Regions from separate parts of the Mus musculus genome. Here region 2 is linked to region 1. A link is a contact called in public HiChIP or PLAC-seq data. All regions are on one chromosome and are shown on one strand. Each heading gives the region's core, a stretch centred on a gene start, on an enhancer-like site or on the middle of the called end of the contact. The rest is flanking DNA. Distances are from core to core; before and after follow the strand shown.

Evidence for each region. HiChIP or PLAC-seq counts read pairs in DNA pulled down with a chosen protein or histone mark.
Region 2: a contact with region 1 is called in an H3K27ac HiChIP or PLAC-seq map of embryonic stem cells, with 11 read pairs. The contact joins two enhancer-like sites. A contact is called at or near these places in 1 of 15 datasets of contacts at CTCF or cohesin (large pre-B cells), 4 of 484 Hi-C or Micro-C datasets (bone marrow-derived macrophages, cerebellum and embryonic stem cells), 8 of 115 datasets of contacts at active chromatin or transcription factors (T-cell acute lymphoblastic leukemia, embryonic stem cells, epiblast stem cells and 1 more) and 3 of 9 other capture datasets (embryonic stem cells, liver and pancreatic islet).

What each region holds. Positions count from the first base shown.
Region 1 is chr16:22,396,498-22,401,196 of GRCm38.p6, forward strand. It overlaps Etv5 (ets variant 5), which reads right to left. Exons shown (of 13, transcript NM_023794.2): 9 at 2,823-2,882. Among named protein-coding and RNA genes, the nearest start is that of Etv5, 41 kb to the right of the region's middle. Within about 2 kb of position 2,499, at least 65 of the 459 cell types and tissues checked have an H3K27ac peak or open chromatin away from gene starts, as enhancers often do. A contact at or near this core is called in embryonic stem cells, where this site is marked.
Region 2 is chr16:22,562,560-22,567,615 of GRCm38.p6, forward strand. Dgkg (diacylglycerol kinase, gamma) reads right to left here. Exons shown (of 25, transcript NM_138650.2): 15 at 3,856-3,935; 16 at 2,728-2,802; 17 at 139-224. It overlaps Gm15651 (a long non-coding RNA gene), which reads left to right. Exons shown (of 3, transcript XR_384735.4): 3 at 614-624. Among named protein-coding and RNA genes, the nearest start is that of Gm41433, 19 kb to the right of the region's middle. Within about 2 kb of position 2,227, at least 21 of the 459 cell types and tissues checked have an H3K27ac peak or open chromatin away from gene starts, as enhancers often do. A contact at or near this core is called in embryonic stem cells, where this site is marked.

The DNA of each region.
Region 1 (4,699 bases), core at 1,249-3,748:
AAATGTTGTAATTATACGGAATGTTTGCCTCCCTCTCTGCTCTGCTCCCTCCTCATGTGCCTGCTGCACACAGACACCATCAACTGCCTTTCCAGAGACAGCGTGGAATCTGGACGCAGCCCTGCACAGCTGTGTCTACACAGCCAGCAGTCCAGTAGACAGCCCGCCTGCTCACGTCTGGACACTCTGAGAATATCACAGGGCACATGGTGGCGGGGTAAGCAGCCCTGGTTTCATGCATCTGGGGGCAGCTGCCTACTCAAGAAAGCCCTCTGGACAACTCGTCACTCATAAGGAACACCCGATGCTTGAGCACTAATGCCTAAAACACTGCAGTCAGGTGCTTTCAGCCCCAGGTACACAGGAATTTGGGACTCTAGCCACTTCTGTCAGTGGCTCTCATCCCGTGAGGCCTGACCTTTCCGGGGTTGTTCACAGGGGTCACCTGAGCTCATCAGGAAAAAGATCTTTACATTACAAATCGTAACAGTAGCAAAATCACTGTTACAAAGAAGTAACAAAAATAATTTTATGGGGGGTGGGGGTGGGTCACCGTAACATGAGGAAGTGTATTGAAAGCATTAGGAAGGTTGGGAACCTCGGTCTTAGGGTGAAGTCTCAGCAGCATCACTTTAGAAAGCTCCCTCAGGGAGTCTAGGAAGTACACCTGAGATTGAGGGTGATTTTCAAACTTGAAAACTGAGACCTCTGGACTCCACGTTGGAGCTAATTCAGTAGCTCTTGAGAATCTGTTGATCCAAGTTCCCAGAAGTCTGTGCCACTGGTTTGGGGGAGTCGGACTGATGGTAAGACACTGATGTGGACAGATAGGTTCAGAAAGCAAAACCTATTTCTGGGATCCACTCTAAGGAAAGGCACACTTCCCAGTCTCAGTGTCGGGAAAGGCCATCCTGACCCTACTACACTACCTGGCAGAGAGCCTACCTCTCAAGGCTTTTCAGATCACAAACATCTTCTGAGATCCCAAACGGCTCCTGCCCATCAAATAGACTGACTGCTTCGCCAATACCATCCATTCACGTAGGGGCTATCTATGTGTTCTGCAAATGCTCTCTGCAGCTCTGACGTCTCAACTCTCCTCTTCCCACACCATGTGAATCCTCATGATCATAACTCCCGTGGGCAGGTCTGGCAGAACCTTTAACTTCTAAACCATCCTGCGAACTGTTACTCTGTTTTTGATAGGGTGTGAAGTATCCCAGGCAAGGTTTAAAGTCACAATGTAGCAAAAGATGGCCTTGACTTCCTGCTCACCCGGACTCCACCTCCTGAGCGCTAAGGTTATAGGCACTTGGCCTCAGTGCCTGGTTATGTGCTGTACTGAGACGCTATCCCAGGGTTTCCTGATTGGCAGGCAAGTTCCACCCCTAGCCCAGCACTGTGGCTGTTTTAAATTACTCTTAGTCCAATTAGGTTAGTGTTAGGATCTTCCTGCCTTTCTTCCAGTGCTGTGATTACAGGCAAGCGCGGCCATGACTAACTTTTCCCCTTAGTGTAGGAATCTGAAGTCAGAAGCCCATCAGTATAATACTGATATATAAATACTTTAATATAAAAAATTATAACACTTTATAATACTGAGCCTTCTCGTCTATCCCTAAAGCTTTTTTTGTGGTTCCCAGCCTTTCTAATGCTATGACCCTCATGTCGTATTGAACCCTAACCATAACATTATTTCACTGCTACTTCATAACTGCAATCTTGCTACCGTTACAAGTCCTGGTGTAAATATATCCGCCGTGCAGGATATCTGCTATGGGGCACCCTTTGGGGTCACGACCCACATATTAAGAACCTCTGCCTTTTGTATACATTCATTAAACATCAAGACATTAATTAATGCTCGTGGGCAGATCACCTTGTATTTTTCCTCATAGCTGTTCTTAGTTTCTCCGATTAGAAAACGCTGTCTGTCACTGTCACACCCTGTACTGTTTTGTGAGCGGCTCACCTCTGCATTGCTTTACCGACCTTCCTAGGCCTACCAGCCTTTCACTAGCCGCCCCCCTCTTCTAGCACTCTCAAGGCCAAGGAAGAACTCCAGAGAGCCTTTCCTCTCGCTTTAACCTGACAACCACCCATTACATAATCATTACAATGAAGCGGTACCCGCCCAGATTAAGTGAAATTCAAACACTCGGCCATATGGCTAGAGAACTGGCTCAGCAGTTAAGAGCACCGACTGCTCTTCCAGAGGTCCCAAGTTCAAATCCCAGCAACCACATGTGGCTCACAACCATCTGTCACAGGATCTGATGCCCTCTTCTGGTGTGTCTGAAGACGGCTACAGTGCACTTGCATATTTATAATAAATAAATAAATAAATCTTAAAAAAACAAAACAAAACAAAAAAACAATCCTCGGCCATAATTTCTTTCCTAAAATGTCCCTGGACCCACGTAAAGTTTCCTGACGTAAGCCCTAAGGACCAGTTTAGGCTGACGTAGCAGGAAGTGTAACAGCAAGTTCCCCTTTTCTTCACGTTGTCCTGTGAACTCTGCTAAGTCAGGGTCACTGCCATTGAAAATGATGAGTGGATTTCTCAGTGCTTAAAAGTCTTGACTCAAAGCCCACATACAAAGTAACTCTCTTAGCTCTCATAGCATGCACTATGGAAAGTCTAACCACTGACCTTACAGCTCAGCTTAGAAATGGTAATCCTCAATTAAACGTGTGTATTATCAAAAAAAAATGAAAATAAAAAGAGGAAGGAGGAAGTCCTTCCACATGTGTGCTGCACTTTCATTTCGGCCCTGCTCCCCAGATAAATTCATTTTTAAAGGACAAAGCAAGCTCCTTACCTTCATGGCTGCTGGAGAAATACCCGCCTCTCATGTAGGATGACTGGCAGTTAGGCACTTCTGAAAGGAAACACAGCACTCTTAGCAACAATCCCTACATAACAGCAGAGACGATGCTGGAAACAGCAGAGAGCACGCACGCTGGCAGCCAAGGCCCGAAACCTCACAGCTAAGGATGCGCACTAAGTTCTCGTCAACCTGACAGAAGTCTGAGTTACTTGGGAAGAGAGGGACCTTCCACCAAGCAAGACAGGCTGGTGGCACATGTGTGGGGCATTTTACTGACTAATCACTGTAAGGGCTGGGTCCTGGCCTACTGTGGGAAGTGTCTGCCTAATGCAGGTGGTCCTGGAGTGTGTGTGACCGTAGGCTGGGTAAGCCAGAGGAAAAGCCAGTACGTGGCACTCCTCCGTGGTCTCTGCAACAGCTCTTGCCTTGGCATCCCTCGATGATGATGGTGCGTCATCCCTACGCCAAATACTCCAGTCCCACTCCCTACATCACCAAGTTGCTTTTGATGAGTGTTTTATTACAGCAACTAAGAATCAACCTAAGAGAAAGGTCAAGTGTTTAATTTAAGGCCTTGGTCTGTGGAAATGGACCAAGCTAATAAACAATATGGTAAACACTACAAACCACCAAGACCCTTCTCATCAAGAGGCACAGGACAAAGAGATAAAGCTCTGTCTCATCTTAGAACCCGTTATCACTGCACTTGGTGGGCAAGCTGACAGGAACACAAGAAACTGCCTGTCCAAGGGGCTTCCAGATGGGGAGGGGAAGAGCCTTAGCTCTTTCTCAATCTGCTCCTCTGGTCACTGAAGGCCACATCCAATTCTGTTGCCTGGAGTGAGGGTATTTAAGGCCAGAGGGATTAGTGGCACTAAAGCTCTGCAGCCAGGATGACAACTGGCAGGGTGGGTACTGTAGTTTGGTGAGCATGTTTTCACCCCACTGGATCTGTGATGCTGAAACTAACACTCAAGCGGTCTCTTCTTCAGGTCCCATGAGAGGAGAGAGTGATCTGGGTGCACACTGGGAATGCTTCTGAGGTGAACCTCCACGGAATGCTTTTCCTCAAGTGAATGGGAGGAGATTAAAAATGGCTGGCCAAATTAAAATGTCAATGCCAGCAGGCTGGAGAGGGCTCAGTGGTTAAAAGAACGAACATACTGCTCTTCAAGAGGACCTAAGCTTCAATTCCTAACACCCACAACAACAGCTCACAACCATCTGTAGCTCCAGTTGGGGGGTTGGGGGACGACAACGACGGGGACTGGGGCACTCACATATACATACACTGACACACACACATAACTAAGCTAATAGTATATAATATATATTATACATACTAGAGTCAATTCCAGTCCTAAAGAAAAAATATGGCCATCATATCATGACTTCCAAGAAATATGTTTCAAAGTCTTCAAAAAGAATTCAGTGACAATTTATTTGTATAACCTATCAGCAGTCTCCACTGGCCTACGTTCTCAGATTGCCCCAAACTAGTTTCTATCTAAATCATGGTGTTATCTCAGAGACCAAGAGCAGACTCTATATCCCACTTCACCCACAAGAGCCATTCAGCTGACTGCTCCAACCTTCCAAAGGGGCTTAAGAAAAGCCCACAGCGAGAAAAGCCCACAGCGAACGGCAGAAAACCCACCAACTACTCCCAGGTCATTTCAGTCCTGACTGTAAGGAAAGAGTGGGAATGCTTACTCTCCCTGGTCGGCTTTCCTCCAGAGTCTGGTTCACAAGACACAGAGGTCAAACAGCCTCAACTTAACATGCTGAAGCTCCTAGGCAAACAGCAGGGACCATCACAGGTTACACATCTTCCTGTGCAGACCAGTAGCCTCTGCAGGACATAGCAA
Region 2 (5,056 bases), core at 977-3,476, 170 kb after region 1:
TCAAGCAGCAGTCCAAGCAAGGGTAGGCACCCGGATGGAGAAGGCATGGCTCTGCTCCTCCTTTAGTTCACTGCCTTCTGATGACTTCACATCTACTCACTATAAAGAACAAGGAAAGGCCTTCCTGGCCATCCTTACCAATGCAATCCAAAATCCAGCCAACGGTCCCATCTCCGCCACAGGCAAGAACACGGAAGTCTGGGGTATCATGAAAGAAGTTCAATCTGGAAAGAAAGGCCACAGTGCTCTTGTTATTAGGTCACTAACACTGTTAATATTTCAACAGGTATCAAGTGTGCAGTGAGTGCATGCATACGTGTGTGTGTGTGTGTGTATGTGTGTGTGTGAGTGTGTGTGTATGTGTGTGTGTGAGTGTGTGTGTGCGTGTGTGTGTACGTGTGTGTGTGTGTGTGTGCGTGTGTGTGTGTGTGTACGTGTGTGTGTGTGTGTACGTGTGTGTGTGTGTGTGCGCGTGCACGCATTTGTGAGTGTGGTGCTGGGGATTGAACCCTGGTGCCCAGCATATGCTAAACAAACTATCAATGAGCTACATGACAGTCTTAGCACGTGACACTTCTGGTCCTCCCCAGTCCCTGGAATCAGATTCTTCCAGGATCGGAAGAGTCACTTAGCACTCTGGAACCAGAATTTACTGTGTAGTGCTCCCAGCTATGGAGAAGAATCAGTTATGTGTGTATATGTATGTGGGGTGCTGACTTCCTAATAGAAGGAGACTCTGACCCAACATTCAGCATGTAGAAAGCCACTTTTGAGAATTCCTCTACGATTTGAGGAATTCTCAGTTTTCACATTTTGGCAACAACACAAAGCATCCCTAATATTTGGACTCCTCTCAGACTCTCCTGACTGCTGTCTCTAATACTACACCTCCTTAAGAGAGGTTCACTTAATTATCTGGGTCTTTATTTTCTCCTCTGAGGGCCCCCTGCCATGGGGAGCGAGACCCCATTTTCCCTGGGAGCATGAAGCCGGAAGAGCAGGACCTGGGGTCCACTGACCTTCTGGTGAGTCTGTGGGTATAATTCAGAGGTTTGTGAACTTGGAAGAGAAAATATAATGTTAATATCTTCTCTGATCTCTAACTGACACTTAGCATTTCTTTCAATTATGAATGTAGACAGCAGACCACAGAGGCTTCAATAGCACCTGCAACTTTGTCACAGTGAATATAACAGCTGTTTCAACACTTCAGTTAGGCTGTACTGTAGGTTCCATGCTATCATTTCTGGAGCTTGTGGCTTTCAGTTTACAGTCATTATTGAACCTGACTATGGGTATTGTTGTTTAGTGTGTTGAGAGAAGACATTCTCTTATGTACCACAAATTTGTCTTTTTAGTTTTGGGTAACCACTTCTCAACATAATTAGCTTCACTGGAAATCACATATTATTTCATATTATGCTTTAGAAAAAAATTATTTTAGATGGAGTTCATACTCTACCAGATTGTGACTGGAGTCCCTGGCAGAAAAAGTCAAGAACCCTTGCTTTGGGGGAAAATGTGACCGATGGACACCTTGAGGTGCCGTTATGTCTCTCTTCCCAGACAGATGGTCTGAGGAGTCCCAGGGGCGCTCTGAGCACGGATGCCTATGTTGGCAAGTCACTATTCTCTCTCCCTTCTCTTGCAGAACCCTACTCCAGGCAGTACATTCTGAGTAGAGGCTCCCGTCAGCTGGACGGCCTGTCTGCGTACAGATAAACAGGCACATTGAAGGTGCTCTGGGCTCAGCAGCCCTGGAAGTAGGCCCTGAGCTTGTCACCCACAGGAAAACCAATCAAAGGCCGAGAAGGCTGTGCTCCTAAAATACCCTAGGAGAGAGCAGGGCCGAAAAGGCACTTGATGTTTTGGTACATGGCGGTGCTATCCGGCAGTAACTGGCAGTAACCAGCAGTAACCGGTTGACACGTGGCTATGTGGCAACTGGGAGAGTCTGGACCGACTTCTGAGTAAATTTTACAGATTGGTGAATGTGCACCTGTGTGTCGTTCTCCTTTTAACTGGGTCTCGTGCTTCCATTTCTATAAATAATCTCCGTGCCAGACAACGGAAAGACAGGGACAGGTTCCATTTTTAGACACCTTACTCCAGCCCCCTTGGAGGAATCTCAATGACTCTAGAGTAGAAATGCAGGTCAGGAGGTGTAAAAGCTCAGATCAGACGTGGAAGTTGGTGCTGGCAGAGCTGCCAGCAGGTGGCACTAGGGCACCACCTATGACTGGCTAAATGGCATCAAGGCCAGCTCCACCCACCAGACCTTCAGATGAGCCATCTATGTCCTGCCCCCTCCCCTCTAACAGCTCTTTCTGTCTGGCTAGGGGTCAGGGAGGTGGGAGAAGGGTTAGGAGATCTGTAATCTCTGCAAAGCTGGGTAATTCAGGGAAAGAATGTTTCAATGACAGAAATGCTCCCATAGCAAAAGACATGACAGACTTGGAGTGACATCATTACACACTACGACGATATCAGCCAAGAGCCTTGCAAGTAAGTCCAAGGAAGTCAGCAGTGTGACCTCCCTGTCCGTCCAATGACTGGGTCATAGTTTCCCTCTGACATCAACACCTCCTTCAGAGACAAGGTAGACAGGGCAACTTCCTAAATAAGAACCAGGGCCAAGGTGAGGGGTAGGCAGAAAAAGCCAGGAGACAAAGAAAGGTGTTTTCTTCAGAGACCAAAGCAGGGCAGAGTGAAGACGACTGTCCATACCCTGGTGTAGGTCCCCCATTGTCCAGGTTGAAAACTTGTTCGGGGTTGAGCAGGTAGTGAAATTTCCGAAGAATTCTACAGGGGAAAAAACACAATAGAGGCGAGAAATGGTAAGGTAGTAGTCACATGGGGGCAAATACCTTTGGACCCATCTGTGGTGAAATCTGCCAGTTGTTTAAACCTAAGACAGGGAGTGATGGGTGCAGACCCGCTATCCCAGTACACCTAGCATCCCCATATCCTTCCCTCTGGCCAAAAGCTGCCCCTCCATCTGACTCCAGCCCCACCCTATGGACTGCTTATTGCTATGGGAGAGAATAGGACTGCTGTCCTACATAGTTTCCTTCCTGTTAGAGACCTCTGGGTATTCTGCATGGTTTAAGTAGGGTGATTTCATCTATTGTTGACTGTCCAGAGGTGCTGAAGGCCCCCAAGGAGTGGGCCCAGCATCCTCATAAGAGTACATGCAGGAGGAGGTGGGGCTGGAGGCAATGGCTATGTCTGGGTTTGGTTTCTAGGCTCTACCTTGAGACTAGCTCAGGCTAGAGGTGGGGTCCTCATAGTACTTGGCCCTACCTAATTTTATTTTTTCTAAGCCTGAAATCCTGCTCTCTGTACCATCTGCTCATTTCCCAGACTGAGCAGGCCTGGGAGGCAGAGTGCTTCTGTCTGCCCCCCATGTCTTCCCACCCCGCTGAGCTTACTCCAGTTTCGCCCAAACCTGCGTTTCCTTCACTGATACGGTGGGGTTGGGGCTAGGCCAGGTAGTCCTAAGCAGGTGAACCTCACCAAGTCTTTTAAACCAAGAAGAGACTTGTGATGGCATAGGATAAAACAGGTCCCTTAGAACTTGATTCTAGCGACCTTTACCGGGGCTCATGTGGCAGGTCCAAGGCTAAGCACTAGGTCTATTCTAATCCTTAAGGTAACCTGTGAGAGGTAATATCATTGCTATCATGTCGCAGGGGCGGAAACTGAGGCACAGGCTATTAACTCACCTGGGCCAGATGATGAGCTGGCCACGGGTCCATGTTTTTTTGACTGTACAGTCTACTATGTTGGGGCTGAGGGAAGGAAGGGGGTTGGGTCGGGTTGTTTTAGCCTATTTTAAAAGAAAAGAGGACCTACCTTTCTCCTTGTCTTCCTCCACTCTTGGGGTTCACCAGGACCAGCAGGGGATGCGTCCCCGGGCTAGGGATGATCTTATACTTAAAAATGAGAAGAAAGAGATGTGAGCTTTATTCAGTCGTGACATGAGATGAAAGCAGGTGGATGGGAGGCAGGCCCAGGCGTGGAGGAGAGGAGGGGGGCTGCTTGTCTGCCGGCTGAGCTTCCTGGGGGAGACATGGCTGATTCCAGCCCAAGGGACTTTTAAAGGGGGGCTAATGGCAATGAGGGTTGGAGGTCGGGATCAGAGCGGAATGACACCCGCTTAAAATTATACCTACAACACGAGATCAAAATAGTCTAGCATAGCAGTTCTCAACCTTCCCAATGCTGCAACCCTTTAATACAGTTCCTCATGTTGTGATGACCCCAACCACAAATGTATTTTGTTACTTCATAACTGTAGTGCTGCTACTGTTATGAATCAATACAGATATCTAATATGCAAGATGTCTAGTTTGTGGCCCCGAGGGGTCTCGACCCACAGGTTGAGAACCACAGGTCTAGAGGGTACATCCAACAACATCCATGAATGCCCTTGGGGTGCTCAGGGCCCAGCACTATCCAAATCCTCATGGCCACACCCAATGTTCCTCCTCTCTGTGGGGTCCGTCCTCTTCTGATGCCTCAGTCACTGCTGAGGTTACCTCAACAATGGTACCACACTAGCAGGCCCAGACAGCTTGTCTTTTCCATAAGCCTCGCTGTTCCTCTTGGAATGTCCTTTTCCGGTTGGTTACTCAGCTGGGCATCCAGGGGGAGATCCCGACCTGCCAAGTCCTTCCCTTAGAATTTCTCTGGCAGCCACCATGATCCCCATGCCTTTGAGGCCTTTCCTACCCACACTGTATCCTCCATACCCCCACCCCAGTTCCTTTCTGGGACACCACATCAGTCATGCCACTCCTAACGCACCTGTAACAGCACCCTGATGCTCCCAGAATCTGACCCTAATCTCTAAGACTTCTCAGCCTTGCCCCTTTCTTCTGTGCTCTCCTTGCTCCTCCTGTCCCACAGTGACCAGCCTAGCAGCCGGCTGGCACCCTCCAGTGAGAAGTTCCTACTGCCATCCTCCAGTGAGTGTGTCTACCCATGCTCACACTCTTTTGCTCTTATCCTATGGCTTGAAATACTCTCTCCTTTGTAACTTCTTAAAGAGATC